2 separate regions of the Gossypium arboreum genome follow, and region 2 is linked to region 1. A link is a contact called in public Hi-C data. All regions are on one chromosome and are shown on one strand. Each heading gives the region's core, a stretch centred on a gene start, on an enhancer-like site or on the middle of the called end of the contact. The rest is flanking DNA. Distances are from core to core; before and after follow the strand shown.

What was found. Hi-C and Micro-C count contacts between places; a contact is called where the count stands out from the background.
Region 2: a Hi-C map of leaf shows a contact between it and region 1, with 4 times the contacts expected there. The contact joins the promoter of LOC108457380 here to the promoter of LOC108454281 in region 1. A contact is called at or near these places in 2 of 5 Hi-C or Micro-C datasets (both in leaf).

The regions. Positions count from the first base shown.
Region 1 is chr9:15,609,851-15,615,396 of ASM2569848v2, reverse strand. It overlaps LOC108454281 (AUGMIN subunit 6-like), which reads left to right and starts at 2,690. Exons shown (of 13, transcript XM_017752695.2): 1 at 2,690-3,079; 2 at 3,175-3,231; 3 at 3,318-3,412; 4 at 3,670-3,820; 5 at 4,060-4,185; 6 at 4,319-4,475; 7 at 4,565-4,625; 8 at 4,705-4,963; 9 at 5,490-5,546. The coding sequence starts at 2,864.
Region 2 is chr9:15,781,445-15,787,588 of ASM2569848v2, reverse strand. It overlaps LOC108457380 (TLC domain-containing protein At5g14285), which reads left to right and starts at 2,193. Exons shown (of 1, transcript XM_017756405.2): 1 at 2,193-3,368. The coding sequence starts at 2,495. The coding sequence ends at 3,238. LOC108457379 (lysine histidine transporter 1-like) reads right to left here. Exons shown (of 8, transcript XM_017756404.2): 2 at 5,827-5,984; 3 at 5,353-5,736; 4 at 4,863-5,256; 5 at 4,661-4,766; 6 at 4,457-4,548; 7 at 4,288-4,356; 8 at 3,711-4,195. The coding sequence ends at 4,097.

The DNA.
Region 1 (5,546 bases), core at 1,441-3,940:
CAAACTTGTTTAGATTATCTTCTGAAATAAGTTGTCTTTATCGTAATTTAAATGTTCTTATAGTGTCACTTATCATCAGTTTGAACTTAGATAATCAATGAGTTAATATTTGTTTGTCAAATTTTTGCTATACATGCAAAACATGAAAGACAAAAAAAATAATAGTGAAATGTGAAATTAACTTTATTTATTTATTCATTGTTCAAATACATTATCATATATTATCTTGGTTGAAATATGCTCTAAGTCTCTCTACTTTTCGTACATTTGAAAGTTAATCCTCCTATTATATTATATTATGCTATATCATATCATATAGTGTATACTATATTAATAGTTTATGTATATGTATCAATGATTAAACATTATAATATCATGTAATACTATATCTTTTATTATAATTTATAAATATAATATAATAATAGTTATATATAATAGTAGTACATTAATATTAATTATTAATTATTATTATTTATTAATATACTAGTTGAAATTTACTCTAAATCTCTATACTTTTCATACATTTAAAAGTTAGCCCTTTTACTATATTATATAATATATTAATAGTTTATATACATACATAAATGATTAAACATTATAATAGTATGTAATATTATATCTTTTATTATAATCTATATCATAATAATAGTTATATATAATAGTAGTACATATTATATATTACTATTTATTATTATATCGATTGAAACATGCTCTAAGTCTCGATATTTTTGCTACATTTAAAAGTTAGCTCACCTACTATGTTACATAATGTTGTATCATATCATACCATATATTAATAGTTTATATATATGCGTTGATGATTAAACATTATAATATCATGTGATACCATATATTTTATTATAATTTATATTATTACAATAGTAATATATGTATTAATATTTTAATAAAAGTTATATATTATAATATTATTTTATGTATTAGTAATATACTAATTTAGTATATCAGTTTAAGGGCAACTTAAGTAATCGATTTTGGTTTCGTAATAGTTATATATTATATTATTATATTATCATTAAAATTTATTTTATATATTTTAATAATTATTAATTTTATATATCTACTATACATATATAACTATAGTATTAAAATATTTTATTTTAAATTAATACTTTTAAAAATTTTATTTAACTTTATAATTTAATATAGAAAATTATTAATAATTATTTTTCTATTAATAAAGTTTTAATATAAATATGCGATGCTTATATATACATTTTAAAAAATAAAGATTTATCATTTATTTATATTTTAAATAATATCATAGAAATATATTAATTATTAATGTTTATTATGACCATTTAATTATGAAATTGGGTATTTTTAATTTTTGAGTTGTACTTATCTCGGGCTTAAACTAAATCAGTTTCAAAGCTTAAATTTTATTGGGCTCAGATCATTACAAACTCAAATTAACATGGATAAGTTTTTGGGCTTGGCCTATTTTACCAGCTTTAAATATATATGATGATAAATCATAATCGTGAAATAAGATTGAGAATAAGGAATAAGTAAAGAGGAACAGACAAAGGTGAAAAGTACAAATTAGAACTTGTTAAAAAATAAAAAAAGCAAAGACGAACGGTTAATGCAAACTGGTGCCAATCATCACCAAAGAGAATAAAGAATGAGATTATAGAGACCAGGATGCATCGATGGAGGGAGGGGGAATAGAAGAGAGACGATGGTTGCCTTAAGTCGCAGAGAGATTAACCAGAAACCAGTGGGAAAGATTTCGAAGAAGGTGGGGGAGATGGAGTGTAGACGGAGGAGAAACGAAAGAACAAGACTGAACAACAAGGGCTAAACGGTTGCCGTTAATGTAAAGAAAGGCTAAGTTTGGGGTTTTTCTGAAGGCTCTCAATAGCTCACCTACCATCCAAGTGAATAAATGAAAATAATATAAAAAAGTTTAAACAATAATTTTTTTTTGGTTCAAAAAAATGTAAATAATTTTATTAATTAAAAATTGGGTGTGTTGTCCTTAAAGAGTATTAAAGGTTTTTTCTGAGAATATTAACAATATTCTATATCCTCTTTCTACTCATTCTTTCGCCTTTCAAGCAATTTAAATTTTTGCACTCAAGCTAAGCAAAAGAAAGTCATTGGCTTGCGAAAGCATTGAATTACGGAAAAGGCAATAATCAAGGCTTAGTGCATCATCCACCTATGATAATTTTATTTTATTTCCTTATTTGTAACACTTTTATCATAATCTGTATAATTATAATGAAGTAAGTTAGAATATAAATATATTAAATTACACCCACAATGTTAATTTGTTAATTTCAAATTTAATCTCTAAATAACAGACTTACCTTGCTCTTATAAAAATTATAAAATTGTGGTAGAGGCAATTTTTATTATTAGCTCTAAAATTAAAATTCAAACTTTGATCTTGTAATAATATATATAACTGGGAAAGTTTAAAAAAAAAAAGATAAAATTTGAATGATCCAACGAACAACGAGGTAAAAACAAAACAAAAAAAAAGGGACGTAAAAAAAAACCGGATACTGCCACCTTAAACATTTTCAGAGCAGGCCGGCAACGGTTTAGCGCACGTTAGCCTCCCTAAGGAACACGTCACTCTGGAATTCATTTTTTATTCACCAGCGCACGTTAGCATCGGCCCTTTCACTTTATGTCTCTAGTCTCCATCAATTTCAAACGGCTAAACGTGACTCACTTTATCCCTACGGTCCCATTCCGAATTTCCAAACAAAGTCCCCCAACTTTATAAAATTTAAACTTACGCCCCTATTAAAAACTCACCATTTCTAAATTTCAATGTTTAATCCTTTCTTTTATTTTCTAAAGAAAATTTCCCCAGAGAGAGAGAGAGATGACAATGGATAGAGAAAAGGAGAGAGAGATAGAGCTCGAAAGCGCAATGTATACGAATTGCTTGCTTTTAGGTTTGGATCCATCCATAATCGGACTCGGAGCCTCGAACGGAACCCCTCGGGTCGGACTTTTCCGTCATTCGAACCCTAAATTAGGGGAACAGCTTCTTTACTTCATCCTCTCTTCTCTTCGTGGCCCCGCTCAATCCGCCAGAGTAATGATCCTATTCCTTTTTTTTTCCCATTCGGTTTAGTTTTGATCTGGTCCGTATTGGTTTTAAGTTTGGCTTTTTGCTCTCGGATCTTTCAGGATTTCGACAGAGTTTGGCCGATTTTTGACTCAGCGCAATCTCGTGATTTTCGAAAGGTTGATTTTTCGAGTTTTCTTCTTTTCTTTTTCTTTTTTGAATTTTACTGTTTTGTTGAAATTTTATTTATTTGTTGTTAATTTAGGTTGTGCAAGGGATAATTACTGAGCTGGAAGCACAAGGAGCTCTACCGAGGAGTAATTCGAGGGTTTCTTCGCTTGCTACTTGCTGTGGACCGAGGTTAGTAGTTAATTTCTCTTTGATTTCCCAAGAAAATTCAAAATCCAGCAAAATGGAAAAAGGTATATGATTAGCTTGCCTCTTTTACTTAGTTCTAATTGCATTTGGTTCATCAGAGTGGATAGTTTACTATTGGCACTGAATATCAGTGCAAGATTCAAAAAGCCTGAATTGTTTTATTTACGGGTAGGTTTTCTTCATTAACGAAATTTGTTAATTCATTCTCACATTAGGCTTTCTTATGTTTTTTGTTGTAGATTTGTTGAGCTTTTGTGGCAACTTTCATTGCATGCATTGAGAGAGTTTCATAGAAGGAATTTTGCGGCAGATGTTGCTTCTAACCCATTGCCTGCACCATTGACTGATGTTGCATTTTCACATGCGGCCACACTACTTCCTGTAACAAAGGTAATGCTTCTCTATGAACTTTTCGTATGAAGTACATTTGAAGTTCCTTATATTAGGTCTGTGCTTTGTTTTTTTGGTTGTTTCTATGTTACTTTTCCTATATCATCATAGTTCACTTCTTGTATGGTAACAGCACTTATCATCAATCATCATTCAATACACCGAGCATTTACTTTTCAAAGTGCTTTTCTTTATTAGATCTTCCATATCTATGAAGTAACATGCTTGCTTTTTAACAGGCTAGAATAGCACTTGAAAGGAGGAGATTTTTGAAAAATGCTGAAACAGCAGTGCAGAGACAAGCTATGTGGTCTAATTTGGCTCATGAAATGACTGCAGAATTTCGTGGCCTTTGCGCTGAGGAGGTAAGTAGATAACGGTTAATTACTTATTTGCATGCTTTTTTGAGTTTTTATGTTGAAATATCAATATAATCCCTCTTGCTATTAATGGATGGCTTTAATTTAATATCTTTAATTTAGAAAACCTGGATCTTAGGCTTATTTGCAGCAAGAGCTGGAAAAATTACATGACTTAAGGAACAAAGTGAAGTTGGAAGGAGAGCAATGGGATGATCTCGTCTCTACTTCCAGTCAGAATTCTCATTTGGTTTCGAAGGCTACTCGCTTATGGGAGTCTATTTTATCTCGTAAAAGTAAGTGCCCATGAATAAGCCACGATCATCTATTTCTTCATTAACTTGTTTGATTTTCATAACCTTGATTTATCGACCTATATGTCTAGGTCAGCATGAAGTTCTTGCTTCAGGACCTATCGAGGATTTGATATCTCATCGGGAGCATAGGTAATTTGCCCCTGCGTGTCAATCTGAATAGTGCATATGGCACACTTTTTCACCCCTTTTCATATATATCATTTTCCAGGTATCGCATATCTGGGTCTGCTTTGCTTTCAGCTATGGATCAGAGTTCACAAGTTCCTCCTACAGATGTCTTATCCGTTCAGTCGGGTGATTTAGATGGCAAAGAACAGAATGATGGATTTCACACACAATTCAAAGAAGAGACACATTCTCGGTTAGATGATAGAGGTGGGAGAATCCACCAGACTGTTGATGTAGCAGAAGTTATCAGACGTTGGACACATGCATTACAGCGCATTCATAAACAGTCACTACAGCTGGTATGCTATTTTATTTTGTTTCTGTTCGGTCAGCTGTCTTAATTTGTATTAATACTTGGCCACCAGAACTTTACTGAATTTCTGAATACCATAATGGTATATAGCACATAATTATTAATTTGATATTTTTCTAATTTATGGTATTAATAATACGTAGCACATAATTATTAATTTGATATTTTTCCAATTTATGGTATTAATAATACGTCAGTTTTTCAACATTAATTTTGAAGTTGTGGCAATGAAATTTCTGCTGGGTGTTCTACTTGAATGAACAAAACCTCTATGTGATAAACAAAGTCCTTCAATTAAGGTTTTCCATCTTTTTGAGATGTGAATAAGAAATCTGTTATGGTATATCAGAAATGAGCAATTTTTAGTCTGCGCCTTCTAAAGTATTGAAAAATAATTTAGAAATTCAAAATTATGATTAACTTTTTTATGGAATTATGGATTTCATGTTGCTAATTATCAGTGTTGAAGTAAGATGCTAGTATGCAATAATGGTATTGCTATTGCTTTGCAGGCAAAAGCTAATAATGGAGAAGGTCCTGATATATTACGAAGTGCACATGATGGTGGC
Region 2 (6,144 bases), core at 944-3,443, 170 kb before region 1:
ACCTAAATGTAAACCTTAAACTTAAATACCCATTAAAATTTAATATTTTAAAAGATTTAAAACCCAATACCGTTAATATTTAAAACTCAAATTGATAATTTAATTTTTTATGATATTCATTTTAATTTTTATTATTTAATATATAAAAATTCAAATTGATATATACCTATTAAGAATAGTAGAAGACATGGAAATTGTATGTTGGCCATGTAAGAACATAAATATTTTTGAGTTGATTAAAATTGTTGGATTTGATTTTAATATTTTATTAATGAATTTAAAATAAAAATAAAAATAAAAGTATATGATATACTAAATTGAAGAAAGAAGAAAATTATGTGAAAAAATTAAAGGAAATAAACTTATAAGTACCTCAATTACATTTTTCTTCTAACTAAAAAAAGCTAAAAACCGAATAAATCGAATCGAACTGAATCGAAAGTTTTTTGTTTGGTTTTGCACTTAGGGTCCATTCGGTTTATTGAGTTTTTGGTATAATTCAGTTTATTCGTTTGAAATGATGATATAATGTGTCACGTCAGCTTGTTGTTACATTGTTACCTGTTTAATTATCAAAATGTAACAAATTAATAATACTAGTTAACATATTATAACTTTTTAAAGTTTGATAGCCAAAACATAATTTAAACCATACCTAAATAACTAAATTTGTAATTTATTCCTTTTAAATATGAATAATTTTTATATAATGTATAGTTCTACCCACGACCCATCTTAACTCTTAATTAGAGGAAAACGCTCTTAAATACCTCAAATCCTAATTCCTCTAATTATTGCAATGACAATCGTGACAATTGAGTTAAGACTAAATTGAACATTTTAAAATAAAGAATGATCCACTTAAACCGTGTAAAACTTAAGTGGTTTTACACAATTTTGTAACTTTTTATACTATTAATATTTTAACAATTAAACTGTTATATTTCATGCTCCTTTCATCTTGATCATGCATATTAAGTTTAACATAAATTCACAATTTCTAATTATTTATTTTATGTAAAAAAAGTTAACTGTTAAATATGTCATACCTAGCTTTATTTGATAATATGTTTTGACATAACAAATTAAAATGCTTTTGAATAACTATTAAAGCTAAACAAAATTAGCAAAATGATGAAATCAAGTTAAAATGATTTCGATTGAGTTAAACATTTTCAATCAAGTTAAAATTGTTTTAAAACAAGTTAGTATTGCTACTTTTTGGCCAAGTATAGATAGTTTTCAAAATATTGATACCCATTTTATAATCAACACCAAATTGACATTCTATTTTCAACCAATTCAACTAAGCATATGGTATCGGTAAAAGTCTATTTGTATCGATATCTTTAACTCCAACAGTCACTAAACTTTGCATTAAATGTTAATAGTAGCAATACTTGTAGATAAAGTATCGATACCTTTTGTTATAGGTGAATTTAATTTTCATCCCCAACGACTTTATTTATTTTCTCAATAACCACAACGATTGGAAATGAAATAGAGGGTACAAATATCATCTTTCAAAGGTTCTACAAGAACAAGAGAGATTATCAAACTTAAAGCTCAATCAAAACAACTTTAGTGCTTAATTCTTTTATACTTTTCTTGTACACATTTGTGAGCTTTCATTGTTATTCTTTAACTAAAGTTTATTCTTATTTATTTGTGCTTAATTGACAAACATTTTGATCTTGTAAGGATTATTTCTTTTATTTTCTTCTTTGTATCTTTTTTTGAGAGTAGAATCTTAAGGTTTGAGTAGAAACCCTAAAGGAGTTATAATCTTAAGATTTTGGGTAGAAATCTGAAGGGAGATTGTAAGGTTAAACCTTCTCAAAGGTTGTCAAATTAGTGAATTTAGTAAAAATTTTAGTTGTGGAAAGTTAAGGTAGTGGAGTAGGCAATTGAAATCGAATCACTATTAAATCGTTGTGTTCTTTGTTGAATATTCTTTCTTTGCTTCCACCATAGTTATTTCTAATGATCAATCGAATTAACAATATATGTTAATATAAATAATATTTTAAATCGAAATGATAAAAATATTAGATAGATTAAAATATTTACATGTATAATGTCAAAAATAAATATCTTAATAAATCCAACCAAATAAATATTTTAAGAAGTGGGATCCCAAGATTAAACAAAATTCATTAATCCCAATGGAATTTCATTTTAGATTTATGGCTTTAAAACGTGAAGATCTAAAAAAAAAATGAATGTCGTTCTCAACTTCCTACATATCTTTGAATCTCTAAAACCATCCTAATGCCTAATTCCTTCTGAAAGCCTAATTTGTCGCCTTCCCTTCTCCTACTCCTATAAACTTTCATTTTCCCGAGAAACCGTTGAAACTCTCAATAACTCTCGTTTGATACAACCATTTTACCTAATTTACCAAACATTCCCAAAATCTAACCCATCCCCAGCTCCACCATTCTTATAAATTTTCCTTTTTTCTTTTTGATTTCTTCTCCAACCCAGAAACCCAATGGAAACTTTCCCTTTCTCCTCAATCCCAAATCTCCCTTTGTTTTTTTCCATGTTTTTGATCCTATATTCGATTGCTTACTCCATTGTTTTCCGTAACTGGAGTCCCAAGATTCGCCCCGAAGCTTGTTCTTGCTTTATCTCCCTCTTCCATGGCACCCCAGCCGTTTTCTTAGCCACTTTCGCAATCTTTTCCGACCAAAACCGTGGGTTTTCTTCACCGAACACAAAAACCCAGAATTTAGTTTTGGATTACAGTATTGCTTATTTCCTCACAGATCTGCTTCACTACCTTGTTTTCTTCCCTACAGACGTCCTCTTCATTGGTCATCATTTGGCTACGCTCTTTGTTTTCATCACTTGTCGCCACGTCGTCTTCCATGGCTCCTATGCTATCCTCACTCTCTTGATTTTAGCTGAAGGTACCAGCTTTTGCCAGAACGTTTGGACATTGGCATCCGCTAGGAGGCACGATAATCAGTTGGCCGCAAGGGTTTATTCGAATTTGTCCCCTTATTTTTATGCCTTTTATAGTGTTGTTAGAGGGATTTTTGGTCCATTCGTTTTGTACCAAATGGGAGTGTTCTATTCAAGTGGGGTAGCTGATAATGTGATCCCTAGATGGCTTTGGATTTCTTGGATGTGTGTTGTTATTACAGCTATTGGTGTTAGTATCTTGTGGATTTCTAATTTGTGGGTTGAATTGTTTAAAGAGAAAAAGGCTAAATTGGAGAAGGAATTATGACAATCGAATTGTTTTTTCTTTTTCAGAACAATCTTGTCTTTGTGGTATTTGAATGCATACTTTTGTAGGCTATCAATGCAGCAATTCAGTTTCAGATGCTCTTTTTCTTCAATGAAATTCAAATTATAAACATCTTTTGTTTTACATTAACAACTCTTGTTGCTGCCTGGATAACATTGTAGTTTAAATTCCATCATGTTTTTATTTCACTTTACCCGACATATGGTTCTTTTTTGACTTTACACTTCTCGTCATAAATAACCAATTTTAGTGAATTAAACCATTGTGTCTATACCTTTGGCTTGAACCCTATAGGTTGTTATTAAGAGTTAAATTCAGTGGTCCTACTTCTACTCTTAGGTTTAGGTGGATACCATTATTGGTTCTGTTCCTGTGATTTATTTGGAAGATCCTTAAGAGGGTCATATTTTCAAAGTAAAATGAAGAATCCATGAAACGTTGATTCCATAAATTTGCTGAAACAAACCTTGGGAACTCTTGTTGAAAGCAAATACAACATTTTAAGTGGAAACCATTACATAACTGTAGTATCTTTTTTTCTTCACAAACAGCAAAACAAGCAAAAAAAGAAAAAGAAAAAGAAGACTATTTTGTATTCATACATTAACACAAGTGATAGAATGAAGAAACAGTGACGGCCAATGCTCCTGTGATCTGATTTCCAACAGTTCAATCTCCCATGTTTGTGTATTGACTTTGATTTTCTGACAACGGAGGCTGACAACATTGACTCTTGACAATAGCCTTATGTTATGCTTCCATATGACAAACTTTTAACTATCATGTTCTTCATTTGTGCCTACTCCCCACCTGATTCTTCACTGAGAAGAAAACAATTTAAGAGTAGAATTCATAATCCTTGGCTTGAAGGATGATTTGCCTCAACCCTCCAATTGGTGATAAGATCATCAACATAAGACCAAATACAATGCAGATCTGCAGAAAGAAAAGGGAAAGCCGAATAAAAACCGATTCGAAGCACATCGAAGCAATGAGGTTGTAGTAGAATCAAAATCAAGTTTACATACCCAGTTAGTCCACCAAGATAAGCTAAACTTTCTTGGTTTGTAAATGGCAAGCCACATGACGCAAGGGAGCTAAAGAAAAACCAGTGAAAATGAGTTAAATTCTTCAAAGAGAAAGGTATCTTTTTCTTGTAAGAAGAAAAAATTGGATGAAGGAATTAATGTGGCTTACAAAGTATGTTGTTGGTGCAAAAGCAAATCCTCCAAAAAATCCAAGAAGACCTCCGAAGAAAGGGAAGGTAATGCCGATGAACATCGTGAATGCTGCAATAAAGATTTGATATAAAAATTAAAACCCTCTAAACCCCTTCTTTCTAGTTGAGATCATGAACTTCATTTGCATGCAAGATGAAAATATATGAAGAGTTTTACTTACCAACATAAAGATTGCGGACAATGAATCGAAGTGTTGTACTCGGCTTGAAATTTAATTTCTTAACTAATACGGTTTCCATCATGTCAAAAACTGGCATCGCATAGATCTGCATATCCAAAGACACAAGTTAAACCCAAAATCTAATCAATTATCTGGTCTGAGATGAGGATGTTATCTTGAATGAAATTGATCAAATATGAACCTGGTAGCTTCCAATAACATGAACAACGACAAACATGTTAGCCATTGCAATAAGCCATGCTGGTTTCTCTAATGAGATGAGGATGTTGTCTTGGACTGAATTGCCAAACATCCAATACCCGACTAAAGCGACAGGGAAGTAGCACAAGGCTACAACGATATAGGCAACGATAACACCTCTCCACATTGGTCCCTTCGATGGCTTCTCAGGTGTAGAGGGGATTGTAGCTTGGATCTCCAACACTACATTGTGGCCAGCATAGGCAAAAGCCACATCCCCCAAGGCACTGAAGAAGTTGAAAACTGTTCCTGCTGTAGTCTTAGCTTTGTAGCCATATTGCACATCTGGTTGAACTCCCTTATCCACTGAAGCTCCCCAAGCAATGGTAGAATAACTGTATGTCGAGACAATCATCAAACATTAACATTGAGACTTTACTTTCGGGGGTCGGTTTAATTTATTGGAAATGGCATATAAAATGATTTGATACCTCAAAGACATGACGGCGGCAGCCAAGGAGACACCCGAAATGGAGTTGAAGTTGGGAAGGTGAGAGAGGACAAAGTGAACAGAGGCAAAAATCATGATGAAATAAGTTAGTTTTATATGTTTGCAGGTACTGCAAACAGTGTCATGGAACTTCTGCAATGATTTGCCACCAGTAACCATATAAACAATGCAGACACCAACTTCAACAATAAGTTGCTGTGGCACCACAATGTAGAGGCCAAGTTTTTCACCAAAGGCATATTGACCCAGTTCATGGTATCTATCGAAACGTCTTCCAGGAACCATTTCATGCATTTCAACCATTTGCCATAGTGTATATAGGGTAATAATCCATGATAGGATTAGAACAGTCACACCAGGACCCCTGAAACCAAGTTAAAAAAGAACAAAAAATGGTTGGATTTCTTGTCTCATCTTTGATTGGGTAATTTTAGTGAACGGTTGGTGAGCGTACCATCCGAGTTCTGCCATGGCGTAAGGGAGACTGAGGACACCAGCTCCCACCATAGCGGTGACATTGTGGAAAGCTGAATACCACCATTTTGCATTTCTTGATGAGGTGATTGGCAGCCACTCATCGATTGCTTTCTCCTTTGCTGATTTCTCTTCCAACTATAAATAACAGACAGTTGAAGCAATTCTTTCAATTAGTTTTCACAACAACAAATTCATACCAACAGTAAATTGCTACAACTCTTCATCTGAACACAATTTCTGACCAAAAAAAAAAAAAAAACCTTAAATTCTTTTTCTATATATAACAATTATTTCT